Regions from separate parts of the Mus musculus genome. Here region 2 is linked to region 1. Evidence: chromatin contacts called from public HiChIP or PLAC-seq data. All regions are on one chromosome and are shown on one strand. The core of a region is the stretch at or near the end of the contact, and the rest is flanking DNA. Distances in the headings are between cores, read along the strand shown.

Evidence for each region. HiChIP or PLAC-seq counts read pairs in DNA pulled down with a chosen protein or histone mark.
Region 2: a contact with region 1 is called in an H3K27ac HiChIP or PLAC-seq map of regulatory T cell precursor, with 5 times the contacts expected there. The contact joins two enhancer-like sites. A contact is called at or near these places in 1 of 39 promoter capture datasets (pre-B cells), 1 of 484 Hi-C or Micro-C datasets (the G1E-ER4 cell line) and 9 of 115 datasets of contacts at active chromatin or transcription factors (the 230-238 cell line, double positive thymocytes, embryonic forebrain and 6 more).

Annotation. Positions count from the first base shown.
Region 1 is chr8:83,772,212-83,775,531 of GRCm38.p6, reverse strand. No RefSeq gene overlaps it. Among named protein-coding and RNA genes, the nearest start is that of Gm51542, 3.5 kb to the right of the region's middle. Within about 2 kb of position 1,856, at least 105 of the 459 cell types and tissues checked have an H3K27ac peak or open chromatin away from gene starts, as enhancers often do. A contact at or near this core is called in the G1E-ER4 cell line, double positive thymocytes, regulatory T cell precursor and 1 more, where this site is marked.
Region 2 is chr8:84,201,935-84,205,254 of GRCm38.p6, reverse strand. No RefSeq gene overlaps it. Among named protein-coding and RNA genes, the nearest start is that of Mir23a, 4.9 kb to the left of the region's middle. Within about 2 kb of position 1,599, at least 381 of the 459 cell types and tissues checked have an H3K27ac peak or open chromatin away from gene starts, as enhancers often do. A contact at or near this core is called in the G1E-ER4 cell line, double positive thymocytes, regulatory T cell precursor and 1 more, where this site is marked.

The DNA.
Region 1 (3,320 bases), core at 607-3,106:
CATCCAGACCACTGCTTAGACAACTACTCCTCAGTAACGACTGTAATCTCTGCCCCAATTTAAGGCCTCAGACCTTGCTCACTGTGGCACCTGCCTGCTGCCCAGACAGACGGATCCACTATTAATCTCACCTTAACCTAAAACACAATGATAGCTAAAGACCTCTTCTCTCTACCCAGAAGCCACAGGGCTCAAGGGACCTCACACTGATCCCAGCCACTCCAGCAGCTAGCTAAGGGCCTGGAAGCAGATCCTGGCTTCAGCTTCATCCCTCTGGAGACCAGCTTTAGAGGCCAAAGACAAACAAGGAGTGGCAGTAAATGGAGGGCCTGTGAGCCCATCGAGACATCCTAATGGACTTTAATTTTGACATTTAAAAATCTCGATTCTGACTCCCGGTTCCCCGCCTGGGCCTTGCCATGCTAACCATCTTGCCGCCACTTCTCCAGTCAAGGGTCTGCTTTCCTTGCTACACCTGACAATTACACAAATGAAGCGACCTGTGCACCTACCTGGGGGTCTTTATTACTAATAGGCCCACTAGAAGGGAACCCTGACTGCCATACCTAATGACGCCTTTCAGCTGCAAAAGCCAGACCAGTGTTTGCCCCATCTTCAAAATGTCTGTTATCTCTTCAGAAAGCAGAGAGAGGGGTTTTTTGTTTGTTTGTTTGTTTGTTTTTTACAAGAGAAGGGGGGATTGGGGTGGTCGGTCTATGTTTCCTTGAAACCCCCCTTCTCCCCTATGCTGATTGGTTACTTGAGTCGGACGTGACCACCGTCTTCATTAGAAGGCGGTGCCATTTTGCTGAGTGTGTGCTTAGTTTCGGGTTGTGGCACAATTGTTGTGTAAGAAGAAAGATATCACCTTGCGAGGTCACTTTTACCTCGATCCTGCGTTCTGCATGACACCTGGACTGTTCTTTTTCTAACATGGGGTTCCCGGCTTCTTCTCTTTTACTGCCAGAGATGGAGCCCTGCTCCTGGTGTGTGCGCTAAGCAGATGCTCCAACAGGCTGCATCACCAGCTCTGCAACTGGAGGCTTGTAATGGGCAAATTACATGCTACATAAATTGTGCCTCAACAAAGCAATTAAAATGTCACCATAACAAACCACAGGGATAGCCTTTCAGCTCACTGGGTTGACAAATACCCATAGACCCTGTTCTAAGAAGCCTTGGGGAACAAACCAGAGAAAAATGCCCACTCTCCAACTGGCCAGATGGTGTCTGTAGCTGTCAGCCCAGCACTTCAAAGGTAGAGACAGGAGGAGCCAAGTGGAGGCTAGCCTGGCAACATGGCAAAACCCCGTCTTGAAACATCTCACAGAGGGAGCTGTGGAGATGGCCCAGTTGCGAAAGTGCTCACTGTGTCAACATGAGAACCTCAGTATGATCCCCAGAACCCAAGTAAAATACTGGATGGCTCCTCTATGATCTTAGCACTGAGTGGGTGTCAGGGCCGAGGCTTGGGGGGGGGGGGTGAAGGGAGGGTAGGAGTTGGAGGTAGGTGGGTCCTGAAGGCTCACTGGTCAGCTAAGTTCTTGGTTCCATTAAAGATGGTGTCCCCCAAAAAAAACTAAGATGAAGGGCTATTAAGGGGTATACTTGACATGGACCTGTGCACACACAAAGCAGCTGTGTTTGCTGTTGTCTCTAATCCCACCCAGCACTTGGGAGGCCGAGACAGGGACATTGCTTTGATTTGGAAGTCAACCTTGACTAGAGAGAACTTATCTCAAAAGCAAAACAAAACAACCCCCCCCAAAAAACAAAAGAACCTCCACCTTCCACAGGGCAGACAGGAAGCAAGATAAACTAGCATGCTGACAGTTGTGTTAAGAGAAAGGAAACGGGGAAGGGTGGAGTTTTGTGTTTGCTTTTTCATTTGAGATAGAGTCTCAAGTATCCCAGGCTGGCCTCAAACTAGATACATAGCTGAGGCTGGCCTTGATTGAACTCCTAATTCTCCTCCCTCCGCTTCCCGATTGCTGATACTGCAGGCGTGAGCCACCAAGACTCTGGAACATTTTTAAGCAAGGGGCATCTGGGGACGGAAAGATCCGTGTGGGGGCCCTCTGGAGAAGAACGCCAGGCAAACAGATAAGCAGGAAAAAGGTTTCAAGGCAGGCTCACGCAGGGAAGAGAAAGAAGCCGGTGGGGCTGGTGGGAAGAGAGAACACAGGAGTAACAGACCTGTGGGACCACAAGGACCACTCTGACTTAGCACTGGCCAAGAGAACAATTGGGCGGAACTAAGGGGGAGGAGCCAGCTGACTGCGCAGGTTCCTGGGTAGAGAATGGGGCTGGACCTGGTAGAGGAGATGGCGCGCAGGTAGATTCTGGGTAGATTCTGAAATTGAGACCTCAAAGTTTACTGATATGATGTAGAGGAACATGAACTCCAAGCACTTAAATGTGAGCTGCTGGGCCAACGAAGGCTCGGGAAAGAGAAGGTCTCCCAGTGCGGCGGTTGGCGATGGCCAGGTCCCAGAGAGGCTGCCCTGACGGCCGTCTTCTCCACTCTCCCGTTTCATCCAACCTCTCTGTCCACAACGACTCCCCTGGGACCCAGTCCAGGAGCTTCTAATTCATTTCCCTGAACTCAAAGGGCACAAGCTTCTTCCTCAGCCACCCAGACACCGCCAGCCAAGCCTTATGTGGAAATGTTCGGATGCCAAGGCAAGGAGGCGTGGCATCGCCCAAGCCCGTGTGGCCTAGCTGCAGCCTGGCCCTATCAGCTCAACTCCCCAGTAGGCTTCCTCGCGCGTCCTCTCCACCCTAGATCTATGGAAATCAGACCCCTTCTTCAGCTCTCCCACTGCTCCGCCAGCTCGCTCTCTGCTGACCCCATAGGGACGGGTCCCATAACCCTAAACAGCTTTGGCTTGACTTGTGTGGCTAGCACCACGGAGGTGTTGCGCCCTCCCTAGGCTCGCTCATTCTTGTGCCTTTAAGCTTCCTTTTCTTCCCATCTAAGCATCCTTCATCCCCTCCTTCCTCCAGAAAAGGATCCTTCATTCTCATACCTTTTCCTGAGCACAGCCCTGAAGATACTACAAAAACACACACACACACAGAGAGAGAGAGAGAGAGAGAGAGAGAGAGAGAGAGAGAGAGAGAGAGAGAGAGAGAGAGAGAGAGAGAGAGAGAGAACACCAGGAAGATAAGTTTTGTTAAGACCTCGCTGGCATGGTGGTGCATGGCTTTAATCCTAGTACTAGGGATGCAGGTGGATCTCTGAGTTTGAGGTCTGCCTGTTCTACTAAGTGAGTTCTAGGACAGCCAGAGCTATACACAGAAACTCGGACTCACACACA
Region 2 (3,320 bases), core at 350-2,849, 430 kb before region 1:
CACCCGGTGAAATAATTTTTAATTAAAAAAAAAAAAAGCAACAAGGGGTAAGGCTCAATGGCAGCTGCTGGCCTAGCACACTGACTGGGCTTGGCTTCACCCCCAGTACCATATCAAGGAAGTGTGGTGGTTTATACACATGTTCCCAGCACTCCGCAGGCATTAGCAGGTATGTCTCAGGAAGTTTAAGGCCAGCCTGGTCTACAGAGGAAGTTCCAGGACAGCCAGGACTACACAGAGAAAGCCTGTCTAGGAAAAACAAAATAAAAATAAAAACAAGAAATGTGTCTACAGAGCAAGCTGGAGGGCAACCTGGGATACATGAGACTCTAAAAAAGATAAGTTTAGGGCTAGAGAGATGGCTCAGCGGGTAAGAGCACTGACTGCCCTTCCGAAGGTCCTGAGTTCAAATCCTAGCCACCACATGGTAGCTCACAACCATCCGTAATGAGATCTAACACCCTCTTCTGGAGTGTCTAAAGACAGCTACAGCGTACTTACATATAATAATAAATCTTAAAAAAAAAAAAAGAAAACAAGTTCAGGGCTGGAAAGATGACTCAATAGTTTAGACTGCATATTGCTTTCTGAGAACCTGAATTTGGTTTCCCGGCTCACATGTGGCGCCCTCTTCTGGACCCTTTAGGCACCTACACATACATGCACATACCCAACACATACACAAAAGTAAAAAAATAAGTCTTAAAAAAAAAGAAAATCTCTACTTCCCAATAATTGGAAGAGTTCCTGGGTGACATCAAGGACAGAAGCATTCAGTCATATCAGGCAGTGACAGGCAGGACAGTGGATTTAACGTCTAGATCTGGCATCACCGATGTCTGAGGAATGAGGAATAAGGATTGAGATATTCTGATGTGTCTTCCCCAGTACGCGTGCTTACACACACACACACACACACACACACACAGTCTCCAGCCCCAATCCACCTCTGTCTCTTTGGGTTCTGGGGGCAGCCCAGGTCCACAGGCTGACCAGCCTCCCCAATCACCTCCGGAAGTGAGACAGCATATTCGTCCCAGGGACCAGAACGGGAAGGGCGGCCATTTGGCCAGGCTGGTTTCCTGTGGGGTTTCCCCTACAAAGAGCCCAAGGCTGCAGCCAAGGCCACTCCCATCCTCACACACACCAGAGGTCTGTGTCTGGCGTGGAGGGGGCATTACCACGCAGGTGTCCAGGAGCTGGGACACCCTGTACTGACTCTTAGTCTCACAGGGAGACTCAAAGGGACAGAAGTCCTGGAGCTGGAGGGCTTGAGAAACAGGGCGGGGGGCCTTGGGCTGTGGTATCCCAGTCAGTTAAATTAGCACACACAGCCTTCAAGCCCTCGGCATCCCTGGAGGACCCACAGTGAACCCCAAGAAAGAACCAGGGCAGAGGCCCTCCGGTCGTCCCCAACCCTGATCCTCAAATACTTTCCACTCTCGCGAAGCAGCGAGGATCGGAAAATACCAAGGGCTGCAGTCTCCGCCCAGCTCCGCCCCCGCCCCAGCCACCAGCGCTCGCTAATGGCCCACTCTTCCCAGGAGCTGGGCGGCTGGGTTGGGGCCAACCCGACCTGCGGCACAGATGCCTGCCCTCCACGTCCGTCCCCACGCAGGAACCAGACAACCCGCCCGGGTTGGGGGGCAGGGCATAGGCAAGTGGGTGGGCCTAGTGCCTAGCCGCGAGTGGAGGGGGCGCAGGAAGGGGTGAGGGAGGGCTGAATCACTTGGTATAAATAGGCAAAGACGACAGCCACGTCCCACCCTCGCTGCCCGCCAGCCACACAGTCCAACAACCAGATCCCCCACTCTATTCCTTAACATTCTGTTTGCGGTGCTGGGTTCCCCTCAAGCCAATCAGTGCTCCCAGGGTGAAGTTCATCCCAGGTCCTGGCCTGGCCTGGGACTGGAGATAGGAGCGCTGACCTCCATCACCCACTGTCTTCTGGAAGGCTTGGCTCACTCCCTTAACTCCGCAAAACTTCCAGGAACCAGCCAGGCATTGTGAGGCGTCTCTGTCAGTCTACCATTCAGGAGGCTGAGCCAGGAGGACTGCCATGTGTTCAAGACCGCGGTAGGCTATGAAATGAGACTGTGTCTCGACCCCCAAAGTTGACTGTGGGTAGAGAGTGCTTGGCTATTTTGCTGGAAGCATGGAGTCAGCAGGTCCCATCTTAAAGCAGAAACCCTTCATCATGGTGCACACAAGTAAGCCTAGCATTCAGGAGGTGGAGGCCTAAGGACCAGTTCAAGGACATCCTGGACTACTTATCCAGTTCCAGGCCAGCATGGACTACATTACATTAGATCATGCCTCAAAAACTTTTATTAATAGATCGATAATTATTATTATTCCCAGGCCCAAAGCTTAGGGTTCCAGAGCCCCAAATGTACACAGGAGACAAAAGGGAGGTATCACCGGGCATCCCAGATTTGCTCCCCCGAGTCCCTCAAGGCCCATGTGCCCATCCTGCCACCCAGCCCTGCTCTGCCCAGGGCCACAGCTCAGTAGCCACACCCAGGGTGGCGCCAGTTCTAGCTCCAGCAGCCTGAGGCAAGGCGCCGCTCGAGTGTGACTCAGCCATGCCCGGCATGATGCTGTCCTTCCCTACCCAAGAATTCTCACGCCCACGCCACCACCCTCAATCCTTCCCCATGGCCAGCTAGGAAGACACACCTCCATGTCCACTGAGGACATTCAACACAGGATATGAGGAGACCTCAGCACCCTATGGGAGACTAGAGAGTGTGCTCTGTTCCACTGCATCTCCAAAAGTTCCCATTCACAGATGGAAAAACTGAGGCGGCAGAGACAATCCCAGGAATGTCTACACTCTCTCCATAAAGACAAGGCCGCCTGAGCTGGAGTTGGTGGCCCATGCCCATAACCCTAGCACTTGAGAGTTGCAGGAAAGAGAATGCGGAGCTCAAGTCCGCCGTTAGTTTCATGGCAAGTTTGAGGCTAGCCCAGACTACAAGAAACCCTGTCTCTGTCAACTAAACAGGAGACAAAGATGTAGCTCAAAGAGTGGAGTGCTCGCCTGGCATGCCCAGGGCCGGAGTTCAATCACCAGGACTGTGGAAGCCAGGGATGGTGCAGTACTCAGGTGCGGAGACAGGAGGATCAGAAATTTGAGGCTAGCCTGGGTTACAACAGACTCAGAAAACAAAAGTAACTAGCCCGATGCTGCTATGGGAACAGGGTAGGTATGGTGCTGTATCTTGTCATGCCAGCACTCAGGAAGCTGAGGCAGGAGTGTCACAGCGAGTCCTATGCCAACCTCAGCCACATCAGCTCTAAGTTGGCCTGTGCTCCAC